2 separate regions of the Callithrix jacchus genome follow, and region 1 is linked to region 2. Evidence: chromatin contacts called from public Hi-C data. All regions are on one chromosome and are shown on one strand. The core of a region is the stretch at or near the end of the contact, and the rest is flanking DNA. Distances in the headings are between cores, read along the strand shown. Region 1 overlaps MINK1 (misshapen like kinase 1). Region 2 holds the start of MED11 (mediator complex subunit 11).

Region 1 (5,958 bases), core at 1,971-4,470, 170 kb after region 2:
TAGAGGAGGAGCAGCGACAGCTCGAGATCCTTCAGCAACAGCTGCTCCAGGAACAGGCCCTGCTGCTGGTAACGGGTCCCTCAGCGTCCTCTGGGAAGATGCTTTTCAGAGCTTCTTTGCTGGAATGGGATGGGAACACTTCAAGGGAAGGGATTCACCCAAGACATCAAGGGAAAACATCTCCTCTCTAGGCAGTTGGAGAAAAGAGAGGGCATGCCTGCTCTAACTCCCGGGGCCACACCCTCCTGAGCCCTCTCTCCCTACCCTTGGGCCCAGGAATACAAGAGGAAGCAGCTAGAGGAGCAGCGGCAGTCAGAGCGTCTGCAGAGGCAACTACAGCAGGAGCATGCCTACCTCAAGTCCCTGCAGCAGCAGCAGCAGCAGCAGCAGCTTCAGAAACAGCAGCAGCAGATCCTGCCCGGGGACAGGAAGCCCCTGTACCAATATGGTCGGGCCATGAATCCCGCTGATAAACCAGCCTGGGCCCGAGAGGTACTCACTGCCTCTTTTGCCTCCTGAGACTGCAGTCCCACCGCCTAGGGCCTGGAGAGCCACAAGAAGTGGTTGTTTACCATAGCAGGCGCCGAGCAAGGGAAAAGAGCACACAGCACAGAGCATGGGGCGGAGTGGTTAGGGCAGATGGGACCCTACATTTTCAGAACAGGGAGGCAAGAGCTGGCCTGCTTGATGTCCCTTCACATCACAGGTAGAAGAAAGAACAAGGTTGAACAAGCAGCAGAACTCTCCCCTGGCCAAGAGCAAGCCAAGCAGCACAGGGCCTGAGCCCCCGATCCCCCAGGCCTCCCCGGGACCCCCAGGACCCCTTTCCCAGACTCCTCCTATGCAGAGGCCGGTGGAGCCCCAGGAGGGACCACACAAGGTGAGTCTCCGCGCCTGTCTAACACAGACACAGGGAGCTGTGCTCAGAGCACAGGTACACACACGCATACACACACCGCTCAACTCTGAGCCCGGACTGCAGAGCATAGGATGTGTGGGCAGAGACACTTACCTGCTTCTTGCTGCCTGTGTTTGTCCTGACGTAGCTGTCCTCAGGCTCTAGGCACCCCCTGTCCTTCAATGGAGGAAGGGGTAACTAAAGTCCCTTCCCACCTAGACTCCGATTTGCAGGTGGGGATGTACCATGGAGCAGGCAGCCCACCCTCCCTGGTCTCTCCCTGCAGAGCCTGGTGGCACACCGGGTCCCACTGAAGCCATATGCAGCACCTGTACCCCGATCCCAGTCCCTGCAGGACCAGCCCACCCGAAACCTGGCTGCCTTCCCAGCCTCCCATGACCCCGACCCTGCCATCCCTGCACCCACTGCCACACCCAGTGCCCGAGGAGCTGTCATCCGCCAGAATTCAGACCCTACCTCTGAAGGACCTGGCCCCAGCCCGAACCCCCCAGCCTGGGTCCGCCCAGATAATGAGGCCCCACCCAAGGTAAGGACAGCCCTGTGGGACCAGGGCAAAGCAGAGGACTGGTCATGAAAGGAGGAGGGGAGTGGGCTAGGCCACACAGAGGAGGAGTGCAGGGTGGGGAGGGAGAGGACACAAAGGCACCACCCTGCAGGAGTCAGCCACGCAGCAGAGGAGGCACGTGGCTGTGTGGCATCGATCCCCGTGGGGAGTGTAGGAATGGAGAAACACCTAGGGTGTTTTGGAAGCACAAGGAGCAGATAATTCTGAGTCAGAATTGCAGCTCCACCATCTCCCAGCTTCATCACCTTGGACGTATTTGTTAGCGTCTCTGAGCGTCAGTTTTCTCACCCATAAGAGTGGGGAAGCACACCTTCCAGAGGTGAGGCTTGAATGTCTGTGAAGTGCCCATTGCAGCACTCGGACTTCTCTCCACAGGTGCCTCAGAGGACCTCATCTATCGCCACTGCCCTTAACACCAGTGGGGCTGGAGGCTCCCGGCCAGCCCAGGCAGTCCGTGCCAGGTAATGCCTGGGTAGGGCAGCGCCTGGGTGAGGTCTGAGGGCAGCGTAGGGAGTAGGGGGCACAGGGACTTTACCGGCCTAACCGCCTAGGGGTGGGCAAGCCCCAGCCCCATCACCTCAGCCCCCCCGCCCCCTCGTCGCCCCTGTGCTCCCTTCACAGACCTCGCAGCAACTCCGCCTGGCAAATCTATCTGCAAAGGCGGGCAGAGCGAGGCACCCCCAAGCCTCCAGGGCCCCCTGCTCAGCCCCCTGGCCCGCCCAACGCCTCTAGGTAATGGAGTTGTCCCCCGACTCACTCCCACCTCTCACTTCTTCCACCTGCTACCCTGGTGATGGCTCCCTCTGCAGTGCAGCTCAGCACCCCAGAGAGGGGAGCACCCTGCCTCCCTGACCCTAACTCTGCTCCCCCAACAGTAACCCTGACCTCAGGAGGAGCGACCCTGGCTGGGAACGCTCAGACAGCGTCCTCCCAGCCTCTCACGGGCACCTCCCCCAGGCTGGCTCACTGGAGCGGAACCGTGTGGGAGGTACGTTAGCCAGGGCCAGGCAGCAGGCTCTGGGCCTGGAGTCTTATCAGGATGGACCCTGCCTGTGGTGGCTTTGGACTGGGACACCAACAGGGACAGGGAGGACCTGGGTGGGTATGGAACTTGGGTCTGAGTTCTGGGGCTCAGGGCCGAAGGGTCAGCCCAGGTGTGGGCTTGAGGCCATCCCTTGTCCAGGTATTCATGACCTTTCTTCTTCCACCCTGCTGTGTCCAGCCTCCTCCAAACTGGACAGCTCCCCAGTGCTCTCCCCTGGGAATAAAGCCAAGCCTGATGACCACCGTTCTCGGCCAGGCCGGCCCGCAGTGAGTCACCTGGTGCAGGCATGGCCTGCCTCATCCCACTTTGGGGCTTAGCAGCAGGATGGCATCAGGGGTGGGTTCTCCACTGACCTACTGAGAAGGGCTGTGGGGATGGAGGGCCTGGTGCTTCTCACACTACTAACCTTTTCTAACCTCTCTCCTAACCTTTCTCCTGGCTGCCCTTCTTCCCTTGCGGCCCCTCCCAGAGCTATAAGCGAGCAATTGGTGAGGTTAGTGAGATGGGCCTGCTTGTGGGAGCCCCTCCTGTGGCCCTGCAAGGGTCTCCCAGCACCCTTTGTCTGCCTCCACCCAGGCCCACCTTCTCCCTGCCCCTCACGTGGCTCCTCCCTGCAGGACTTCGTGTTGCTGAAAGAACGGACCCTGGACGAGGCCCCTCGGCCTCCCAAGAAAGCCATGGACTACTCATCATCCAGCGAGGAGGTGGAGAGCAGTGAGGAGGATGAGGAGGAGGGCGAAGGCGAGCCATCAGAGGGGAGCAGAGACACCCCTGGGGGCCGGTACGGCATCAGGGGTGGGGCCCTCCTGCTCCAAGCCACAGGGAGGGCAGGAAGTGGTTTGGGGAGAGGTGGGGCTTTGGGGCACGTCTGAGGGAGAGTGGCTCCCTTCTCTAGAGAGTGGGCTGAGGGTGCAGGTTCCTTCTCTCTCCCACTGTCATGTGGGTTGTGGGGTGGCCTCTTCAGGTGCCTATCTGCCCCTGTGCTAGCCTGCCCTGCGTGCCCTGCAGGGAAGCACCTCACAGTGGAGCAGGCTGTTTTGAATAGAGAAAAAGCCTGGGCTCTGGCTGCCATCTGCTGCCTTTGGCACTTCCATGGTGAGCAGGACCTAAAGGAACCCCACCTTCTTTTCTCACAGCAGCGATGGGGATACAGACAGCATCAGCACCATGGTGGTCCACGATGTTGAGGAGATCACCGGGACCCAGCCCCCGTATGGGGGCGGCACCATGGTGGTCCAGCGTGTGAGTGAGCCTCTGCTCCCCTGCCCTGTACCTGTATGTCATCCTCAGCCCCGTGCCGACCCTGCTTTCTGTTCTGTAGACCCCTGAAGAGGAGCGGAGCCTGCTGCATGCTGACAGCAACGGGTACACAAACCTGCCTGATGTGGTCCAGCCCAGCCACTCCCCCACCGAGAACAGCAAAGGCCAAAGCCCGCCCTCAAAGGATGGGAGCAGTGACGTAAGTGGGCCTGAGGCAGGTCCGTCGGAGAGAAGACCCCTGGTGGTGGGCAGGAGATCCGGGTCTGGGGGAGGATGGGGTGGAGCACTGGGAACTGGCCAGCGGGGGTGCCAGTTGGGGAGCTGGGGCCTGGGAAGAGCAGTGGGTGCAGGGCCGAAGCTGGACTTGCACTTGTTTGTCTGACTACTTCCCCCGCAACCACAGTACCAGTCTCGTGGGCTGGTAAAGGCCCCTGGCAAGAGCTCATTCACGATGTTTGTGGATCTTGGGATCTACCAGCCTGGAGGCAGTGGGGACACCATCCCCGTCACAGGTGAGGATGGGGTCCAGGGGCAACCTGGGGGGAGCAGAGGTGGTCTTGAGACGCAGCCTCATAAAGCATAGGCACAGGACCTCTCCCTTGAGTCCTAGCTCCTGCCCAGGCACAGAGGTAAGGAAAGGCTTTTGTGACGCCTCCACAGGAGAGGAAATGCCTAAAATAGCCAAGGGACCTGGGCAAAGGCACAAAGCTAATGAGGGATAGAACTGGGACCTGAGACAGGGCTTTTGACTCCAAGGCCTGTGCTCTATCCCCCTCCTATGCAACTCCCCATCCTCCCATCTCTCTCCTTTCTGCATATTATGAGGTGCCAAGACCTGATAGAGGGGATAGAGGGAAAAAGAGCTGGGGTGAGAAGCTGCAGCTCCTCCTTCCGCCTCCTCCTTCTGGCAGCCCTAGTGGGTGGAGAGGGCACTCGGCTCGACCAGCTGCAGTACGACGTGAGGAAGGGTTCTGTGGTCAACGTGAATCCCACCAACACCCGGGCCCACAGTGAAACCCCTGAGATCCGGAAGTACAAGAAGCGATTCAACTCCGAGATTCTCTGTGCAGCCCTTTGGGGTAAGCCAGGCCAAGGGTAGCTAAAAGGGGTCTGGCGTGGCTTCCATGCTCCTGGTTAAATGAGGGCCTGGCTGAGCCTCTGACCTACCAAGGGCTCCTATTGCAGGGGTCAACCTGCTGGTGGGCACGGAGAATGGGCTGATGTTGCTGGACCGAAGCGGACAGGGCAAGGTGTATGGACTCATTGGGCGGCGACGCTTCCAGCAAATGGATGTGCTGGAGGGGCTCAACCTGCTCATCACCATCTCAGGTACAGGGCTGGCCAGTGGGGGAGGGAGGAGGGACTCAGCTCCTTGGCGCTGTCACCACCTTCTGCCTGGGAGGAGGGCAGCCTTGGTCCAGGTGCTGGAAGGTGGGGCCACACTTTCTCACCCCTTGTGGTATGCAGACAGGAGGGTGGGGCGGTGGCAGCCGGGCCTCAGCTAAGAATGGGGATGTGTGTATGTCCGTCCTTCCCTCAGGGAAAAGGAACAAACTGCGGGTGTATTACCTGTCCTGGCTCCGGAACAAGATTCTGCACAACGACCCAGAAGTGGAGAAGAAGCAGGGCTGGACCACTGTTGGGGACATGGAGGGCTGCGGCCACTACCGTGTTGGTGAGGATGCCACAACAGTGTGGCCAGTGAACCCTTGTCATGAAGATAGAGAAATGGGCCTGGGTCAAATGGCTGAGAAAACCTGACAGCCAGGGACTTGGGGCCTGGGTGGGGCAGTCTAGTGACAGACACAGGGAGGTGCCCCAGGTCCAAGAAGGGAAGTCTCAGCATCTTTTTCTCCTGCCCCCAGTGAAATATGAGCGGATTAAGTTCTTGGTCATCGCCCTCAAGAGCTCCGTGGAGGTGTATGCCTGGGCCCCGAAACCCTACCACAAATTCATGGCCTTCAAGGTAATCCCAGCCTCAGCCCCCAACCCCATTCCCAGTCCCAGTGCCTCTCCCTCTGCCCCTGAGCCCTCCTTTCCTCCGATTGCCCACAGTCCTTTGCCGACCTCCCTCACCGCCCTCTGCTGGTCGACCTGACAGTGGAGGAGGGGCAGCGGCTCAAGGTCATCTATGGCTCCAGTGCTGGCTTCCATGCCGTGGATGTCGAC
Region 2 (6,419 bases), core at 2,158-4,657:
GTTCAAGCAATACTCCTGCTTCAGCCTCCCGAGCAGCTGGGACTACAGGCGCGCACCACCACGCCCAGCTAATTTTTGTATTTTTAGTAGAGACGGGGTTTCACCTTGTTGACCACGATGGTCTTGATCTCTTGACCTCGTGATCCACCCACCTCGGCCTCCCAAAGTGCTGGGATTATAGGCATGAGCCACCTCGTCCAGCCTTAAACTTTCACTTTTTTTGTGTGTTTGTGATGGAGTCTTGCTCTGTTGCTGAGACTGGAGTGCAGTGGCGCAATCTAGGCTCACTAAAACGTCCGCCTCCTGGGTTCAAGCGATTCTCCTGCCTCAGCTTCCTGAGTAGCTGGGACTACAGGTGCACGCCACCACGCCCAGCTAATATTTGTATTTTTAGTAGAGACAGGGTTTCACCATGTTGGCCAGGCTGGTCTCAAACTCCTGACCTCATGATCCTCCTGCCTGGGCCTCCCAAAGTGCGGGGATTACAGACATCAGCCACCGAGCCCGGCCTTTTTTTTCTTTTTCTCTTTTGATACAGGGTCTCATTCTGTCACTCAGGCTGGAGTGCAGTGGCATGATCAGGACTCCTGCACTCTTAAACTCCCAGGCTCAAGCAATCTTCCCACCTCAACCCTCCCCAAGGAGCTGGGACTATTTTTGTATGTTTTGTAGAGGTGGGGTCCCACTATGTTTCCCCGGCTGGTCTCCTAGGCTCAAGACTCAGCCTCCAAAAGTGCTAGAATTACAGGCATGAGTCAACTTGCCTGGCCCTAAACTTTCACTTCATCTGTGTTTTCAATGCAGTACTCTTGCCCTCAACTGTACCCAGGTGTTCTCTAAGCTAAAAACTTGTTTTCCATTTCCAACAAAGAAACCTCCAGTATTCTGATGGGTTGGGGGAGATCAGTTGCCAAGATATACAGAGTCAATAAAGAGATCTGGAGTCTCACTTCAAATAATCCTAATTTTAGTACCACTTTTGCCCCAGTTGTACATGATGCTATTAATTTCAGGGTAAATCAGGTTGCTTGTAAGCTTTCTTTGCTGCTGGCTTAGTTACTACTTCATGGCAAAATCAGTCTGTTTTCCAGCATCTGTCTAAAGTTTCGCTATTAACTCCTCTCCCTTTCTGGGAGTTTGAGGCTGCAGTGACCCATGATTGAGTCACAGCATTCCAGCCTGGGCAGCAGAGTGAGGCTTTGCCTCAAAAAATAAAATTGAAAAAAAAAAAAAAAAAAAAGCAACTTTACTGTTATTTTATTAGGATTTAGGGAAGAATTAATTAAAATGCCAGACCCATCAAGTTTTTTGTTTTTTGTCTTTTAATTTTTTTTTTTTTTTTGAGATGGAGTCTCACTCTTGTCGCCCAGGCTGGAGTGCAGTGGCGTGATCTTGGCTCACTGCAACCTCCAACTCCCTGGTTCAAGTGATTCTCCTGCCTCAGCCTCCTGAGTAGCTGGGATTACAGGCATGCACGACCAGGCCCAGCTAATTTTTTATTTTTATTTTTAGTAGAGACGTGATTTTACTATGTTGACCAGGATGGTAGTTTTTTGCTTTTTGAGACAGGGTCTTGCTCTGTCACCCAAGCTAGAGTGCAGTGGCACAATCAATGGCTCACTGCAGACTCAAGAAATCCTACCATCTCAGCCTCCCAAGAAGCTGGGAATACAGGCATCAGCCAACAAGCCTGGCTAATTTTTAAAATGTTTCTTATATTTTTATTTTTATTGATTTATTTTTTAAAATGGGGTTTCACCATATTGGTCAGGCTGGTCTCGAACTCCTGACCTCAGCCTCCCAAAGTGCTGGGATTACAGGCATGAGCCACTGCGCCCGGCTTATATTTTTATTTTTTAAATGTAAAAGATGGGGTCAAAGGCTGGACGCGGTACCTACACCTGTCATCCTAGCACTCTGGGAGGCCAAGGTGGGCAGATCATTTGTGGTCAGGAGTTTTGAACAAGCTTGACCTACATAGTGAAACCCTGTCTCCACTAAAATACAAAAATTAGCCAGACGTGGTTTCAGGCACCTGTAATCCCAGCTACTTGGGAGGATGAGGCAGGAGAATTGTTTGAACCCAGGAGGCAGAGGTTGCAGTGAGCCGAGATCGTGCCACTGCACTCCAGCCTGGACGACAAAGTAAGAAAGACTCCCTCTCAAAAGTAAAAAAAAAAAGAGAGAGACGGGGTCTCACTATATTACCCAGCTGGTCTCAAAGTCCTTAGCTCAAGCAATCCTTCTGCCTCAGCCTCCCATAGAACTGAAATTACAGTTTAAGCCACCATGCCCAGCCCCAAAATCCTTTTGTAAAGACAGTATCTCACTACATAGCCCAGGCTAGAACATTCAGTTTAACCGTGTCTAACCTTCATTTCCTAACTTTGGGCAAACTGGTTTCATTCTTGATAATCTTGTATAAACTGTTACAAGTGATCTTTCTAAAAAAGGTAATTCTGGTCATAACACTTCATAAAAACCCTTTAAAGCCTACCAAAGGCCTTCAGATTCAAGCCCAAAATACTTAGCTTGCAAGCCTTTTCCTCATTCAGCTCCTACCCCCAGCCTCACCATTGTCACACCTAACCACCACCACCACGCACTATTCAATCCAGACAGACGGAATTCCTTGCTGGACTCCACATGTGTGGGGGCCCGTCACAGCACCATACCTCTTTGCCTATGCCGTCTCTCTTTTCCACTACAAGCTGTCATCCACGTAGTTAACCTTTAAGATTCAGCTCACATCTGTAATTCCAGCACTTTGGGAGGCCAAGGCGGGCGGGTAACTTGAGGTCAGGAGTCAAGACCAGCCTGGACAATACGGTGAAACCCCGTCTCTACTAAAAATACAAAAATTAGCCAGGCGTGGTGGCGCGCGCCTGTGATCCCAGCTACTCGGGAGGATGAGGCAGGAGAACCGCTTGAATCAAGGAGGTGGAGGTTGCAGTGAGCGAGATCGTACCATTGCACTCCAGCCTGGGAGACAGTGAGACTCTGTCTCATAAATAACGAAATATCGGGAGGCTGAGGCAGGAGTATTGCTTGAACCCAGGAGGCGGAGGTTGCGGTGAGCCGAGATCGCTCCATTGCACTCCAGCCTGGGTAACAAGAGCGAAATTCCGTCTCAAAAAAAAAATAAAGAAAGAAATAAATAAACTCGTGTAGAATAAACAAAATAGAGGCCACAGACGGTGTTAAGAAGGTGGACAGGTCTAAATGGCCTCGGGCAAGAAGATATTTCATTGACACCTCTGACTACAGGTGGTCCCGTGGCTAAGGCGCAGTGGATCCTGGGAGTTGTAGTTCGCCAGGTGGACAGAGAGGGCGAGGCTGCGCTGAGCACCCTGGGAATTGTAGTGCTCGCTGCACGGTGCCCCCTGCGCAGGCGCACACCGATAGTCAGTTCCGGAACAAGCGCTGCGTTTCTCAAGGGAAACTTCTGAGGATTCCCGGAGTGATAATGGCTACCTACAGCCTGGCGAACGAGCGACTACGCGCCCTGGAAGACATCGAACGGGAAATCGGCGCCATCCTTCAGAATGCAGGTTTGGGATGCGACAACCCGGACGGCGGGGAGCGAAAACGAGGCCGAGCTGCACCCACAGGCTGACCGGGAACTTGCAGCAGGGTTGGGGAGGGAATTCTCCTACGTGCGTGCGCAGCTAAAGGGCGGGACTGAGAAGGGCTGGCCCTGGGGCGGGGCTACACTGGCTGTCTCCGGGTGTCCTCGCCCCCTCTCCGCCCTGGCAGGTACAGTGATCCTAGAGTTGTCCAAGGAAAAAACCAACGAGCGGCTTCTAGACCGGCAGGCGGCGGCCTTCACCGCTTCAGTGCAACACGTGGAGGCGGAGCTGTCAGCTCAGATTCGCTACCTCACCCAGGTGGGTGTGTCTGGGAGGTGCTGCGAGCGGACCCCAGCTCTGGGTCAAAGCCTCAGCCTTAGGTGATCCCGGATGGAGCATTAACTAGGCAGGACCAAACCTTCCCAGCCGGCCGTCCAGAGCCGGTTTCTTCCTTTAAAAGGAAAGAAGTGGCCGGGCGCGGTGGCTCATACCTGTAATCCTAGCACTTTGGGAGGCCAAGGTGGGTGGATGACCTGAGATCAAGAGTTCGAGACCAGCCTGGCCAACATGGTGAAACTCTGTCTCTACTAAAAATAAAAAAAATTAGCTGGGCGTGGTGGCGGGCGCCTGTAGTCCCAGCTATCTGGGAAGCTGAGGTAGGAGAATCACTTGAACCCGAGAGGCAGAGGTTTCAGTGAGCCAAAATTGCACCATTGCACTCCAGCCTGGGCAACAGAGTGCGACTCTGTCTCAAAAGAATAAAAAAGAAAAGAAAAGAAAAGCTGGGTGTGGTGGCAGGCACCTATAGTCCCAGCTACTCGGGAGGCTGAGGAAGGAGAATCACTTGAACCCAGGAGGTAGAGGTTGCAGTTAGCCAAGATCATGCCATTGTACTCCAGTCTGGGCAACAGAGCAAAAACTCTGTCTCAAAAAAATAAAAATGAAAAGAAAGAATTAAAGGCAGCCCTGCATACCTCACTGGGTAACATCACATGTGCCTGGGTGAAGGCTTGTAAATAATACTAGAACTACAGAACTTTGTCATTGGAAATTTAGCTTGACCTTCAAGGGCATGAGGTCCCAGTTACTTTTTTTTTTTAAGACTGAGTCTCGCTCTGTTGCCCAGAGATGGTCAACATCTCTGGGCAACAGGGTTTCACCGTGTTAGCCAGGATGGTCTCAATCTCCTGACCTTCTGATCTGCCCGCCTCGGCCTCCCAAAGTGCTGGGATTACAGGCGTGAGGCTGGCCCCCAGCACTTCTATCACTTGGCCCCCAGATCTTCTGTCCTGAGAAGAGGGACAGGATTGAGAACATTATGAGGTTGTCACAAGGACCACTGCCATTTACTAATATTTACGGTGTGCCAGATACTCTGCATTATTTTATCTAATCCTCAACAACTCTAATAAGCAGTTATCATCACCCCCATTTTACAGAGAAGATTAGCATAAGTTAAATGATTTATTTATCCAGCTACCATCCGGCATAACAAATTCAAACTCAGGAAAGAAATGAGACGAGACCTGATGCCTGGTTGGAGTAAGGGCAAAGGAGATGGTGCTCCATTGATAGTCTGTCTTGTAGGTGGCCACAGGGCAGCCCCATGAGGGCTCCAGCTACTCTTCAAGGAAGGACTGTCAGATGGCTCTGAAGCGAGTAGACTATGCCCGCCTCAAGCTCAGTGATGTGGCTCGAACCTGTGAGCAGATGCTGGAGAACTAGGCCAGGGAGGTGGATCCAGAACTCAGAGGGAGACCATCGCCTGCACCATGGGACAGAACCTGGGAACATGTAGGATAGGGAGCATGGGCACCTACATGCCCTGCTGGTCAAAGTACACTTGGGGAGGCCAAGGCTGGAAGATCACATGAGGTCGGGAGTTCGAGACTAGCCTGGCCAACTTCGTGAAACTCTGTCAAAGACAAAGGAGCAAATGGTGGGCATGGAAAAACTGAAGCCCGAGCCTGCCCAGAGCTATGCCCTGGCCTCTCCAGCAGAGTGCTCCTGCCCTGCACTCCACCAACACCCTGACAGGCTTGAACAGAGATGGAAACTCACACATCCAACCCACTTCCTCAAACACTTCATGCTTCTGCCTCAGGCTTCACGCAGACTTGGCCTAAGGAAGATAACATTCTTCTTCACTGGGAGAGACAAAATAAGAACTAGAGTTTAATAATAAAAGCAACAACAATAAAAAGAAGATCAGAGTCTTACTGGGGTATGCAAGGGACTGAGGAAGTAAAACCAGCCCAGATGGCATCCCAGCACTGCACCTGCTAAGGAGGGAGGGTGGGAAATCCCAGGCCTTCATTGCAGGGCTAGTAAAGGAAGCAGAAGAAGGCTGAGGTGGAGGAGGAACAACTGGTATAGTGGGAGAGTTGGGGTGAGGGGGAGCCATCGCAAAGAAACTGAACCCAGGAATCATGGTGGGTGTGCAAGGGCCTGAGGCCAGTTGTCTCTGTAAAGAAGACTCAATCATTATAAAAATAATTTTTAGTAGTTAAACACATAGGGTCAGGCACGGTGGCTCACGGCTGTAATCCCAGCACTTTGGGAGGCTGAGGCAGGCGGATCACTTGAGGTCAGGAGTGCGATACCAACCTGGCCAACATGGTGAAACCCTGCCTCTACTAAAAATACAAAAATTAGCCGGGTGGAGTGGCAGGCACATGTAATCCCAGCTACTTGGGAGGCTGAAGTACAGGAATCGCTTGAACCCAGGAGGTGGAGGTTGTAGTGAGCCAAGATTGTACCACTGCACTCCAGACTGGGAGACAGAGCAAGATTCCATCTCAAAAAAAAAAATACACAGGCGGGGGCTCACACCTGTAATCTCAGCACTTT

What was found. A called contact is a pair of places that touch in the nucleus more often than the background predicts.
Region 1: a Hi-C map of induced pluripotent stem cells shows a contact between it and region 2, with 5 times the contacts expected there. The contact joins the enhancer-like site here to the promoter of MED11 in region 2. A contact is called at or near these places in 3 of 3 Hi-C or Micro-C datasets (induced pluripotent stem cells and skeletal muscle).

Annotation. Positions count from the first base shown.
Region 1 is chr5:106,457,756-106,463,713 of calJac240_pri, forward strand. It overlaps MINK1 (misshapen like kinase 1), which reads left to right. Exons shown (of 31, transcript XM_078374034.1): 14 at 277-492; 15 at 707-880; 16 at 1,245-1,445; 17 at 1,860-1,945; 18 at 2,360-2,472; 19 at 2,707-2,795; 20 at 3,147-3,310; 21 at 3,669-3,771; 22 at 3,851-3,988; 23 at 4,193-4,301; 24 at 4,701-4,868; 25 at 4,975-5,118; 26 at 5,330-5,464; 27 at 5,655-5,755; 1 more. Among named protein-coding and RNA genes, the nearest start is that of CHRNE, 16 kb to the right of the region's middle. Within about 2 kb of position 3,221, at least 3 of the 16 cell types and tissues checked have an H3K27ac peak or open chromatin away from gene starts, as enhancers often do.
Region 2 is chr5:106,289,658-106,296,076 of calJac240_pri, forward strand. It overlaps MED11 (mediator complex subunit 11), which reads left to right and starts at 3,408. Exons shown (of 2, transcript XM_035301003.3): 1 at 3,408-3,887; 2 at 5,157-5,772. The coding sequence starts at 3,546. The coding sequence ends at 5,294. CXCL16 (C-X-C motif chemokine ligand 16) reads right to left here. Exons shown (of 8, transcript XR_008481611.2): 7 at 5,631-5,716; 8 at 5,018-5,484.